Linked DNA regions of Sus scrofa: regions 2, 3 and 4 are each linked to region 1. The links are chromatin contacts, called in public HiChIP or PLAC-seq and promoter capture Hi-C maps. All regions are on one chromosome and are shown on one strand. The core of a region is the stretch at or near the end of the contact, and the rest is flanking DNA. Distances in the headings are between cores, read along the strand shown.

What was found. Promoter capture Hi-C pulls out the DNA fragments that hold promoters and counts their contacts. HiChIP or PLAC-seq counts read pairs in DNA pulled down with a chosen protein or histone mark.
Region 2: a promoter capture Hi-C map of liver shows a contact between it and region 1, with 4 times the contacts expected there. The contact joins the promoter of C2CD4D here to the promoter of SNX27 in region 1. A contact is called at or near these places in 2 of 5 promoter capture datasets (fetal liver and liver) and 4 of 47 Hi-C or Micro-C datasets (embryonic fibroblasts, epiblast stem cells and liver).
Region 3: a contact with region 1 is called in a promoter capture Hi-C map of liver, with 3 times the contacts expected there. The contact joins the promoter of MRPL9 here to the promoter of SNX27 in region 1. A contact is called at or near these places in 1 of 5 promoter capture datasets (liver) and 1 of 2 datasets of contacts at active chromatin or transcription factors (alveolar macrophages).
Region 4: an H3K27ac HiChIP or PLAC-seq map of alveolar macrophages shows a contact between it and region 1. The contact joins the promoter of POGZ here to the promoter of SNX27 in region 1. A contact is called at or near these places in 1 of 5 promoter capture datasets (fetal liver), 1 of 47 Hi-C or Micro-C datasets (embryonic fibroblasts) and 1 of 2 datasets of contacts at active chromatin or transcription factors (alveolar macrophages).

What each region holds. Positions count from the first base shown.
Region 1 is chr4:97,619,485-97,622,235 of Sscrofa11.1, forward strand. It overlaps SNX27 (sorting nexin-27), which reads right to left and starts at 1,332. Exons shown (of 12, transcript XM_003125761.6): 1 at 832-1,332. The coding sequence starts at 1,142.
Region 2 is chr4:97,365,943-97,368,693 of Sscrofa11.1, forward strand. It overlaps C2CD4D (C2 calcium-dependent domain-containing protein 4D), which reads left to right and starts at 1,430. Exons shown (of 2, transcript XM_005663439.3): 1 at 1,430-1,552; 2 at 2,436-2,751. The coding sequence starts at 2,511. It overlaps LOC110260324 (a long non-coding RNA gene), which reads right to left. Exons shown (of 4, transcript XR_002343438.1): 4 at 1,546-1,658.
Region 3 is chr4:97,446,737-97,449,487 of Sscrofa11.1, forward strand. MRPL9 (39S ribosomal protein L9, mitochondrial) reads left to right here and starts at 1,424. Exons shown (of 6, transcript XM_003355177.4): 1 at 1,424-1,608; 2 at 1,774-1,930; 3 at 2,405-2,529. The coding sequence starts at 1,456. It overlaps OAZ3 (ornithine decarboxylase antizyme 3), which reads right to left and starts at 1,757. Exons shown (of 6, transcript NM_001301406.1): 1 at 1,667-1,757.
Region 4 is chr4:97,775,169-97,777,919 of Sscrofa11.1, forward strand. POGZ (pogo transposable element with ZNF domain) reads left to right here and starts at 1,411. Exons shown (of 19, transcript XM_005663451.3): 1 at 1,411-1,761.

The DNA of each region.
Region 1 (2,751 bases), core at 82-2,581:
TATGAGTATGGTGCAAGAGTGAAGACAGGGGCCAGAACAGGGATGCTCTCAGAGGGATGTAGTGATGGAGACCCTAGAGTCAAAATCCTGGTGTAATATGGGAATTACGGTGGAGAGAAACTATCATGTCAAAGACGACACCATCATTTGGGGGGGGGGCAGAAAAGAAGGTATTCTCGGAGTACGAATACAACACGAAGGGGAGGAAAGGGGCACACAGCAGGACAGAAAAATACAGGGAGTGCTTAACCATAAGGAGAGGGTAACTAAGAAAAGAAAAAGAGTGCGGCGTGGAGGGACGTTGTTGCGGGGGGCGCGGGGGGCGGGGAGTAGGAGCGACCAAAGGTCCCGCCTACTTGCTCTAGAGGGGAGAGGGGACGGTCCAGGGGGCTGAAAGGAGTGGTGGAGAACAAGAAACTACGATGCTCAGGATGAGAACTTAGGGAGGAGGCACTGTGGCTGGGTCAGAAAAGGAAATGCTGTCAGTTAGAAGCAGAAGAGAGTCAATATGAGGAAAGCGAGGGGCACCGAGGAGCAGAAAGCCGCATGCCAAAGGGGAAGGCAAAGGGGCAGAAAGGAAACCAAAGGAATGGGGGCAGGGGTAAAAGCAGTACGGGCAACGGGACACACACCGGAGATTACAGGGAGAGAGGTGGGGGTCCCAGAAACCCAGGGTGTGGGGAGGTAAAAGGGTCAAGCCTCATGGAGAGGCGGGGGTCCGGAGGGCCGGTTCGGCGGTTGCGGGGAGGTGCGGCCTGAGGGTGACAGGGGTAGAAGGAAAATGCAGGGACAGGCGGAGGGGATGGGGCGGTGAGCAGCCCGGATACTCACACCTCCAGAATGCGGTCCCCCTTGCGCACCCCGGCCCGGTCGGCCGCCCCCCCGGGCAGCACGGCGCTCACATGCTGCAGCGGCGCGTACAGCTCCCCGTTGATGCTCCGCAGTTGCCCGCCCTCGCTCACTTGGCCCCGCACGTTGAAGCCGTAGCCGGACTCGGACTTGACAATGCGCACGACCCGCGGGCCGCCGCCTCCCCCGCCGCCGTTCCCGGCGCAGTGGAGCCCAGACCCTCCACCGCCGCCGCCACCTCCGTTCCTGTGAGGGGCTGCGGGGTGAATCCCTTCCCCGTCCTCGTCCGCCATCTTGCGAGCTGAGCGAGCTGTACTCCCACCCCGCTACGCCTCCACTCCCTCCGCGCGTGCTCGCCCTTCTCAGCAGCCGCGCGACCTCCGGCGCGCGCGCTCGCTCTGCCGATCGCGGGACCGGAGTTGGCCACCGAGCTGCCGGCGCGGGCTATGGGGAGGCAGGGGGCGGGGGTGAAAGAGGACGGTTAGACACCGTGAAGCCTCCTGGGAGATGTAGTTTCTGGATGGTGAGGGCTGTGGGGGTAGGGCTAGGCCCAGGACGGAGCTGAAGTTATATGACGCAATTTCGGGCGCAAAGCCTGCTGGGGGTTGTAGTTCGCCCTTTACGCTTTTTTTAGGAGTTTCCTGTTGGACCGTGAGCTGCCAACCCAGCCTCGAGTGTGGCTGACAGGTTCAGCTGTTGAGGTGGGACAAGTTTTATTTTTCTCCTTTCATTTAGTGGCCTCTAAAAACAATAATATTAGGACAAATCGACGTCTGCGATTCAACACAGTCTTAAATTGTAACAACTCGTTTGCTCAATAACTTTGTTTCTACGTTGGTAATTTTATTCCACAACCCCAACAATCTTGTGAGACAAATGGAACATGAATTCATTTCTCTATTTCACGTATTAGGAAACCGAACCAAAGTGAGCTATTAAGTAATAGGAACTAAAGCCCAGTTATTTTTGTGCAACATTATTTTTGTATACCGCAACTACCTAAAAACTATGCCCCACGTATGTGAAAAGCATATGTAGGAGAAACTGTGGTCCCAGTGATTTAGACCTGGATATTAGAGTAGGCCAATTAATCATTTCAGTTTGCAATGATTTGGAGGTTTGGGTGTTTTTGCTTTTTAATTTAAAAATATTCATATATATATTTTTTAGTTGAGGTATAGTTGAAATACAATATTGTGTGTCAGGTATAGTGATTCGCAATTATTAAAGATTATACTCCATTTATAGCTATTATAAAATATTGGCTCTATTTCCTGTGCCACACAGTATATACTTGTAGCTTATTGATTATATACACAGCAGTTTGTACCTTTTAATCCCCTACCACTATTGTGCCCCTCCCTCATTCTCTCTCCCCACTGGTAACCACTAGTTTGTTTTCTATTATCTGTGCGTCTTTCTTTTTTGTTATATTCACTAGTATTTATTTCTTAATTCCACGTATAGTGATAACAGACATTATGGAGCAATGATTTTGAAGTTAACCTTTATTTGAAATTCATTTTGTTCTTCCCATCATCACAGTGGAGTTCTTTTCTTTGTCTTTTTTTTTGCTTTTTAGGGCCACACTTGTCAGCATATGGTGGTTCCCAGGCTAGGGGTCTAATTGGGGCTATAGCTGCCAGCCTGTACCACAGCCACAGTAACACAGGATCTGAGCCAGGTCTGTAACCTACACCACAGCTCATGGCAATACCGGATCCTTAACCCACTGAGCAAGGCCAGGGATCGAACCTGAAACCTTATGATTCGTTTCCGCTGTGCCGCAATGGGAATTCCCAAGTTCTTTTTTTTTTTTTTCAATGGCCATACCTACCGTGTATGGAAGTTCCCGGGCCAGGGACTGAATCCAAGTTAAGCTTCAACCTGTGCCACAGCTGC
Region 2 (2,751 bases), core at 180-2,679, 250 kb before region 1:
TTGTGTTTTTGCTGTTATGTCTCTCCCCTTAAACTGCTTCTCCATTCTATGTATCCCCAGCACCTAGCCCAGTGAAGGGATAAGTGAACTAATGCAGGTGCAGTTCTGCTTAATATCATTAATTCATTCAACAATCCTGACTGAGGAGTTCCCGTCGTGGCGCGGTGGTTGACGAATCCGACTGGGAACCATGAGGTTGCAGGTTCGGTCCCTGCCCTTGCTCAGTGGGTTGACGATCCAGCGTTGCCGTGAGCTGTGGTGTGGGTTGCAGACGCGGCTCGGATCCCGCGTTGCTGTGGCTCTGGCGTAGGCCGGTGGCTACAGCTCCGATTCAACCCCTAGCCTGGGAACCTCCATATGCCGCGGGAGCGGCCCAAGAAATAGCAACAACAACAACAACAAAAAAGACAAAAAAAAAAAAAAAATCCTGACTGAGCACCTGCCTTATTCTAAGCACTGTCTTTGTGATGCTTACAGTCTAGTAAGGGAGGAAGTCATGAAACAATCACATAAATAAATCACAGGAAGAACTGTGAACAGTACCATAAAGGGGAGTATGGGGTGCTGTGAAGGTAGAGAACAGAAGCCCTTAATATCAATGGTGAGGATATCAGCGAGGGCCTCCAGAGCCAAAAGATGAAGAGGGAGTGGTCCTAGGAGAGGAAAGAGTTTAGGCAAAGGCCCTAAGGAGGGAATGAAGGATAGTGACTGTACCTGGAGTACAGTTGATGGCCTCATCTTTTCCGTGGTAGTCTGTGCTTCCTAGAGCTGTCTTCAAGGAGGGGAAGGAGGGAGGAGACATCCTCCATGTTTACAGTTTAACACACTTCTAACAAGAATGGGGGGTTGCCACCGTGCTTGCCGCCAGCCTGACCTGGGCTCTGATGGAACCAGCTCTGTCCTCAGTGTCTCTGTGTCCAGAAATCTTGAGGCTGGTCACGTTTCCTTGGTCCCGTGTAATTCAGAGAAATAGTCACCGCAAATCACCCTGTCTGGGAGCAATGTGAATGGCTCTAGACGGGAACAATGGGGCCCAAGGCAGGATTCCGGCAAGGAGGGTTTTGCAGAAGTTACCTTTTGTGTTGCCACGGCTGTGGGCTTCACCTAGGAGGGCTGGGGTGGGGCCAGTGTAGCACAGAAAGATAGAGGCCACTGCTCCCTAAAGGGCTGTCACCCTTTTCGCTGCAGCCCTTCCCCAACTCCCCAGCGGCCTGGGCCCAGCAGAGAAAACCTCAGGGGCGCAGGGCTGGCTTTCTGCTGGAAACCCGAAGGAAGGAGTTAAGAAGGCCGGCCTGATGGCTGCAGAGACAGAGCTGTGTTTATCCAGGAAAAGAGGTCGTACGTTGGCAACGCAACGGAGGCCCCTGCCAACTCCTCCCAGAAGGACTGGGCTGGGGTAGGAAGCTGTTCCCCTCCGGTTCTGAACGCCTCCTGGCCAGAGGCCAGGACCCAGAGGCGGCTCGCAGGTGAGGCCTGCCCTCCAGGTGCCGACGGAGCCGCTGCAGTGGGCTCAGACTCCCAAGCAGAAGGTCGGAACATCGTGCTCCCCCAGGTGCGGGCGAGAGGGTGCGGTAAGCAGCGCGCGGCGGCGGCCGGGCCTCCCAGAGTCCCCTCACGGGTGGTGGAGAATCAATGCTGCCTTTGTGCTCAGCGGTTTCCTAGGGAGAAAAGGAGTGGAGAGAGGGAGGGACGGCCCAACCGCTGGGCCCGCGCTGCGGACTTGGGATGAGGTAGGGCTAGGAGGCAGGGAGCAGGACGGACAGGGCCTTAGGGGGGTGGGATCCTGTGCCCCGCAAAGGTACATCTCCTTGAAGCAGCTCTGGGTGCTCGCAGGGCAGCAGCCAAGTGTGCAGCGAGTCTGCTTCTGGCCTGGAACAACTCAGGAGGCGAGGGAGGAGCAAGAGAAGGCAGGTGGGGATAGGGCCGAAGGATGGCTCAGCTTGAGAAGCTAGCCCTGCCGCAGGGGAGGGAAGCTGGGCGTGGAGGTGTCCCAGGGGGTGCCAGATCGGGCCTAGTAGGAGAGCCTGAGTCTTCCCGCAGGATGTCTCTTGGGGGAGCTTGTATATGTTTGGGATTCTGGATCTGGGTGGGAGCTTGTGGTTACAGATCTTTTGATAATGCAGATGTTACTCTATTCTAAGAGAAGCTTAGCGTTCTAATGAGTGTTCAGCCTTCTACCTCCGGAGTGGGTGGACATCTTTGTTACCAATGAGAGAATCTGTGTACTCGGATGTCCAAGGCCTGATCTGAAAATGTGACAGTTTAGCCAGGGGCCCCCAGACTTTGCCGCCTTTTGTCCCACCCCACTCCCACCCCCCACCTCAGCTCAAACAGGGACCAGTGCTCCCTGTGGGTCGTTAAAGAAGGGAGTGGCTGCGGACCACCAGGTGTTTGCAGCATCACCCACTTCGCCCTCCCCTTCCTTTCTCGGCCAGGCCTCCTTACGAGACGCTGGATTTGGACCCTCTCGGCCTCGGAGAATTCAGACTTTCAGCCCCCTGCCCCGCCGCATGTGGCTCTTGGAAAAAGCTGGCTACAGGGTGGGGGCGGCGGAGTCTCGGGCTCGGTGGGCGCCCTCCAGCCTGTTTCCTAAGCGCCGCACCCCCGGCCAGCTGGCTCGCGCCTGCCCCAACGTCCTCACCCCCGATCGTATCCCGCAGTTCATCATCCCGCCTCGGCTCTCCGACCCAGGAGGCGCCGAGCCCCCGGGCGGGCGCGACGCGGGCGGGCGCGGCCTCCCTACGGCCTGTT
Region 3 (2,751 bases), core at 174-2,673, 170 kb before region 1:
ACAGTGTGGTGTACAGTGGCTACAGCTCCAGTTCAACCCCTAGCTGGGAACCTCCATGTGCCGAGCATTTGTCCCCAAAAAGACCACCAAAACAAAACAAAACACCAACCCTGAAAGAATGGAGTTATCATCTACTGAAAGGGGAAGGGCTGCTGGGCTGCTGGTGAGGCCGTGTAGACCGGGAGGTAGAGATGGGTTTACTTAGGAGCACGTTGACTTTGAATTGTTCATTAGACATATAAGGGAAAGATGACATGTAAGCAGTTGGATAATTCAGGTCTGGAGTTTAGAAATCTGGGATGGAGACAGAAATTTGAACTCATTGGCATATAAATGGTACATTAAGCCACGAGACAGAGATGAGTAAAGATGAATGTGTACACTGAGATGAGTAAAGATCCAAAGACTGAATCCTGGGGGTACTCTAAGAAGTAGGAATAAAAGAAATCTGCAAAGGAGACCGTGAAGAAAAATAATGAAGTAGGAAAAAAACAAAAACAAATTGGTGTCCTGAAAGCTAAGAAAGTATAATTAGGAGGAGGGACTGCCGGTCAAAGGCTGTTTATGGGTCAAATAACATGATGCATAGAGCATCTTTCCATAATATCTTTCCTGCCAAACAGACCCTATTCATTCCATTTATATGGTTTACTCCCTGTACTGAAACACTCCACAGAGGGAACTATCCCCCTTGTGATTTAGAATTCATTAAATATGAGCCCAAATACTGCAGAGTAATGATTAAGAGTTAGAGAACTCCTCAGGTTGACACAGTCTTCCATAGGATCCATCCTTTCACCACTTTTGGGTAGATTTGGAGCAAGGAAAAGTGAGAGCAGCACACGCCACCCCCGACCCCAGCACTCAGTTTTCATAGAATGTCAGAATTAGAAGTGACGTCGGAGAACTACTAGAACTGAATCAAAGCCGCCGCTCTAAAGACAAAGAGTAGCCATGGAGTTCCCGCCAGGGCACAGTGGGTTAAAAATCTGACTGCAGCAGCTGGGGCCGCTTCCGAGCTGCAGGTTCAATCCTCTGCCTGGCGGCCTGGCGCAATGGGTTAGGGATTCAGCATTGCCACAGCTGTGGCTTGGATTCAATCCCTGGCCCCAGGAACTTCCATATGCTGCAGGTGCAGCCATAAACTTAAAAAAAAAAAAAAAAAAAAAAAAAGTGAAGCCAAAAGGGGAAGAGGCTGTTAGTGAAACCCAACAGTCATCGATGGCTATGGGTGTCCCTCCTCCAACCAAAAAGAAATAAAAAGAAGAGAGTGGGGGAAATGCTGAATCATAGAGCACTCATCCCAGATCCCAAGGCGGCGGCGGCGGCGGCGGCGTCTGCTGCCCGGGCTTCCCCAGGCTGAGCTCCGTCTCAGGCGCGCCGCGGGCACCCGGTGGGGACCTTTTCTGCCGCCGGCGCCGGGGCCCTTCCAGTTCTCCCTCGGCGTCCGCGACCATGGCGGCGGCCGCCTGCACGGCCGCGGGCGGAGGTCTGCTGCGGGCAGGCCTTGAGCGGCTGCTGCGAGGAGGAGTTCGGGCGCTCCTCCGGCCGCGACTTGAAGGGGTCACCCCCCGCTCGGAGCGCGCCTTCAGCCTCTCTCTCAGTCGGGTGAGGGCCGGGTCTGAGTTCTGGGTCTGAGTACTGTTTGGGGGGGCGCGGTTGAGACCTGGTGAGGCCCCGGCCTGGGGTGGTGGGCTCTTTTTCAGGTGCTGGCGGCCAGAGGAGGAGGCCTTTGCAGGGAGACTCGCTTATCGTTGTTCCCCCGGCCACCAGAGCACGGTCATTGTGGAGCGTTGGTGGAAGGTGCCGCTAGCCGGAGAGGGCCGGAAGCCGCGTCTGCATCGGCGACACCGCGTCTACAAGCTAGTGGAGGACACGAAACATCGGCCCAAAGACAATCTGGAGCTCGTCCTCACGCAGTCGGTGGAAGGTAAGGCCCGGACAGAGATACTTCCTATCTCAGGCTGGTCCTGTTTGGTATCAGTTTTTTTTTTTTTTTTTTTTTTTTTTTTGCCTCTTTGACTACTTTGCTGGAATAATTAGCTCTCTATTTGAGAAAAGGGAGCCCTAAAAAGTACTGTGATTGTGACATTGGCCTCCTACCTAGAAGATTAGAAGATAAATGCAGCAGCGTCATTAACGGTGTGTATGGGAAGAGAAGTCTGACAGTACGTGCCATAAATAGTGAAATCCTGTGATAGGACAGCACGTCACGTTGCACAGGGAACATTCATCAGGCCCTAAAGAAATGAATGAGAAGTCTCTTACGTGTTGCTCCTAGTGGATACTGATATTTTTTTCTAAAAAGAATAAGCACTGAGAGAAGGCCTTTTTTTCTTGAGTTCTCTCCTCTTTAGGGACTGCTAGATAATTCTGATCCGTTTTCTCTATTCTCTGTTGGCAGAACTTGGAGTCCGAGGTGACCTCGTCTCAGTGAAAAAATCTGTGGGCCGTAATCGGCTACTTCCTCAAGGACTGGCTGTATATGCATCTCCTGAAAACAAGAAGCTGTTTGAAGAGGAGAAATTGGTGAGCTCAAAAGAGGGCAGAGAGGGCCTTGGAAGAATTAAAACCTAGATTTACTCTAGCAGCTTCTTTACCTTTGATATTTAATTTGAAAATGAAGTAGGGACTAGAAGAACAGGAATTCAGAAGCCTAGCCTATGCTCAGAATAGTAAGTTACCTTACTGTTAGTTACCTTAGACTTACTTTTCTTTTTTATTCATCTTTAACTTTCTTATTTCTAGCTG
Region 4 (2,751 bases), core at 161-2,660, 160 kb after region 1:
ACCTAGAACAGTGCCCAGCATATAATAAGTACTCAATAAATATTTGTTGAGTAAATGAATAGATGTATGATGACTTTTCAGTATGGTACACTAATGGTTATTGATCAATGGTACATGGTATAGTCTACTGGGCTAGAACTCAGAACAGGCTCAGAATATGGCAAAATTTGTCAGTAAGACTATTTCTGAGGCAAATGACATAATGAATTATAGTAATTATGGAGGGAAAGAATAAAATAGGATTAGATCTCCATGTAGAATGTTTTTTGATGATTGATTCCGTAATCCCGCCATGGGCTCTTCCAGATCAGGCCTGGAAAATCTTCAGAAGTATTTTCAGAAGGATTGGTGATCTTCCCAATTCAAATAATAAAGTTTTTCCTAAGAATGACTAGTTGAAATCACTCATATTTTTGGTATGAAATAGGATGATGAAAATGGGTGGTGGTGCATGCATGTGCATGGGTGCACAATTTGGAATGCTTACTTTCACTGCCAATTTTCATAGTCTGGTGGTTTGGAATGTAAACATAGAAAAAGAATAGATATGTTTTTGCATCTCACCAGCCTTGCACGACTACTTTGATTTACCATTTGGTTTGGAGCAGATGTTTGGGTATTGATTAAAGAGCAACTATTTCCTCAAATATCCAAGGAAAATACTAAGCTTTTATCATCTCAGGAGGTAATAAAGGACAAACTTTCTTAGTCACTTGGAAAGAGGTTAGTTTTTGTTTGAGGAAAAATAATAGGTTGATGGTCTTGAATGTACAAATCAATCTTTGGGCCAGTCCATGTCAGCCTTATTTGGAGCAAAGAGCACAGAAGAGGAGTCTACAGTTTCTTAGAATTGAGGATCTCCGAGGATTCTACTCATCTCAAAGCAGTTTTCATACATGATCACCTTAATAAGCAATCATGTGTGACTTCCTTCCAGAATCCAGAAGCGTCTAGGGTAAAAACGGCTTTTAAAATTTCTTCACTTAAGGCCACTTGACTGCATGTCTCTTGAGAAAGAGTGAGTGCCATTTTGACGCTTTTGTTCTAATGACAGTCGTTGGGGCCATTGGGCCTCACTATCTGGCCTAAGGCATGAGGTTCTCCTCTTGGTTAGGTAAGAGCCTTGAGTGGAAAGTGTGGAGATTCCCAAAATTTCCCTGGAAAGTCCCCGCAAGTGAATTGGGGAACATTATCTTTGGAAATCCCATCTTTATCACCAAAACTTAGATGTTGTTTCTGAAGCTAATTATTTTTCATTCCATTTTTTGGGAAAGATTATTTATTTATTTATTTGCAGGCCCAGACAAACTTGACTAGAAAAGAAGCCCGGGCAGGGGTTAGGATGAGCCCATGACGTGCCACGCGCTCCAACCAATTGAAAAACCACGAAAGGGGGAGGGCGGAAGTGACGAGTCGTATCCCTCCGCGGGGCGAGAGGGTCGGTGGGGGGAGTCGGCGTCTCTCTCCCCCGCGCCAGCTCCCGTACACGGAGCCGCATTCCTCGGCCCCCCCGCCCCCCTCCCTCGGGGGCCCCCCGCCCCCCTCGGGAAAAAAAATCCACCTCAAATCACTCGAACCCGAGGGAGGTTTCCTTTCACCCTCGGGGAGACTAGCTTTCAACGGTTCCCTCTTCTCCGTCTCCCCCCAAGCCCCCGTCCCCTCCCCTGCTCCCACCCCCTTCTCCCGGCGCGGGGTGCAAGGTCCCTTTAAGGCGACGGCGCCTTCCTCGGGTCAGACTACCGGCGGCGACGACCACGGGAGGTGAGTGAGCGAGCGAGCCTTCTCTCTCCCCACCCCCTTCTCCCGGGGGTTCCGTTATCTTTTCGCTCGGCGAGGCGTTCCGAGGCGAGACAATGAGAGGGGGATGGGGCGGGAACGCGAGGGGTGGGGGCGGGGGCCCGGTGGCGCGCGCCCCCGCCCCCCTCGAGTGGCGTCGCGGCCCGCGGCGGCGGCGGGCGTGGGGTGCGGCGCGCGAGAGCGTGTGTGAGTGCGTGCGCCCCGGGAGCCGCGCGAGTTGCGCGGCGGGCCGGGCCGGGGAGGCCCCTGCCTGCCGGCCGCCCCCGCCCCCCGGCGCCTGCCGCGGCGCGCGCGCGCGCACTCGCGCCCCACGGCCCCGCACACAGCCGACGTCCACACGCACACCCGGCGCGAGGCGTCTCGGAGGAGTGGGCGGGCGCGGGCGCGGGCGGCGGCCCGCCGGGGAAGGGGCGGGGGCGCGGGCAGCAGCGAGACGGCGGGGCGCGGCGGGAGGGGCTGGCTAGGGGGCGAGGCCGCGCCGGGGAGGCGGGCGGGAGGGGCGGCGGGCCGAGGTCCCCCGGGGGTGGGGTAGGGGTAGTGCTGGGTCCTCTCCGCCCCACCCCCGCCGGGCCAAGAGTGGGGCTCTCTTTTTGAGCTCCAGGAGGAAAATGAGTGATTGCTTAGCCGCTCCCTTGTGTTATGTAATTCCCGCTCGGTCGTATAGTACATCCCAAGCCTTAGCGCACCGCTGTTAGTTTACAAAGTCTCCTCCCCCCCAGCCCCCCTCCCCGCGCTCTAAGATTTCTTTGGGCTGGCGCCGTGATTTACAAAATGGGATGGGGCTTAAAATCTTTATTTTCCGATGATTATATCCTGCCGCGGTGGGCGCCATGTTTATCCCAGGGACTATTTTTCTAGGTTTTTAGCACCTTCTGAAAAGGAGTGATGTCGTTGATTCACCTGCTTTCTCTCCTTTCTACGAGTTGTCCTGATTTCTTCGCCTGTCACACGGGG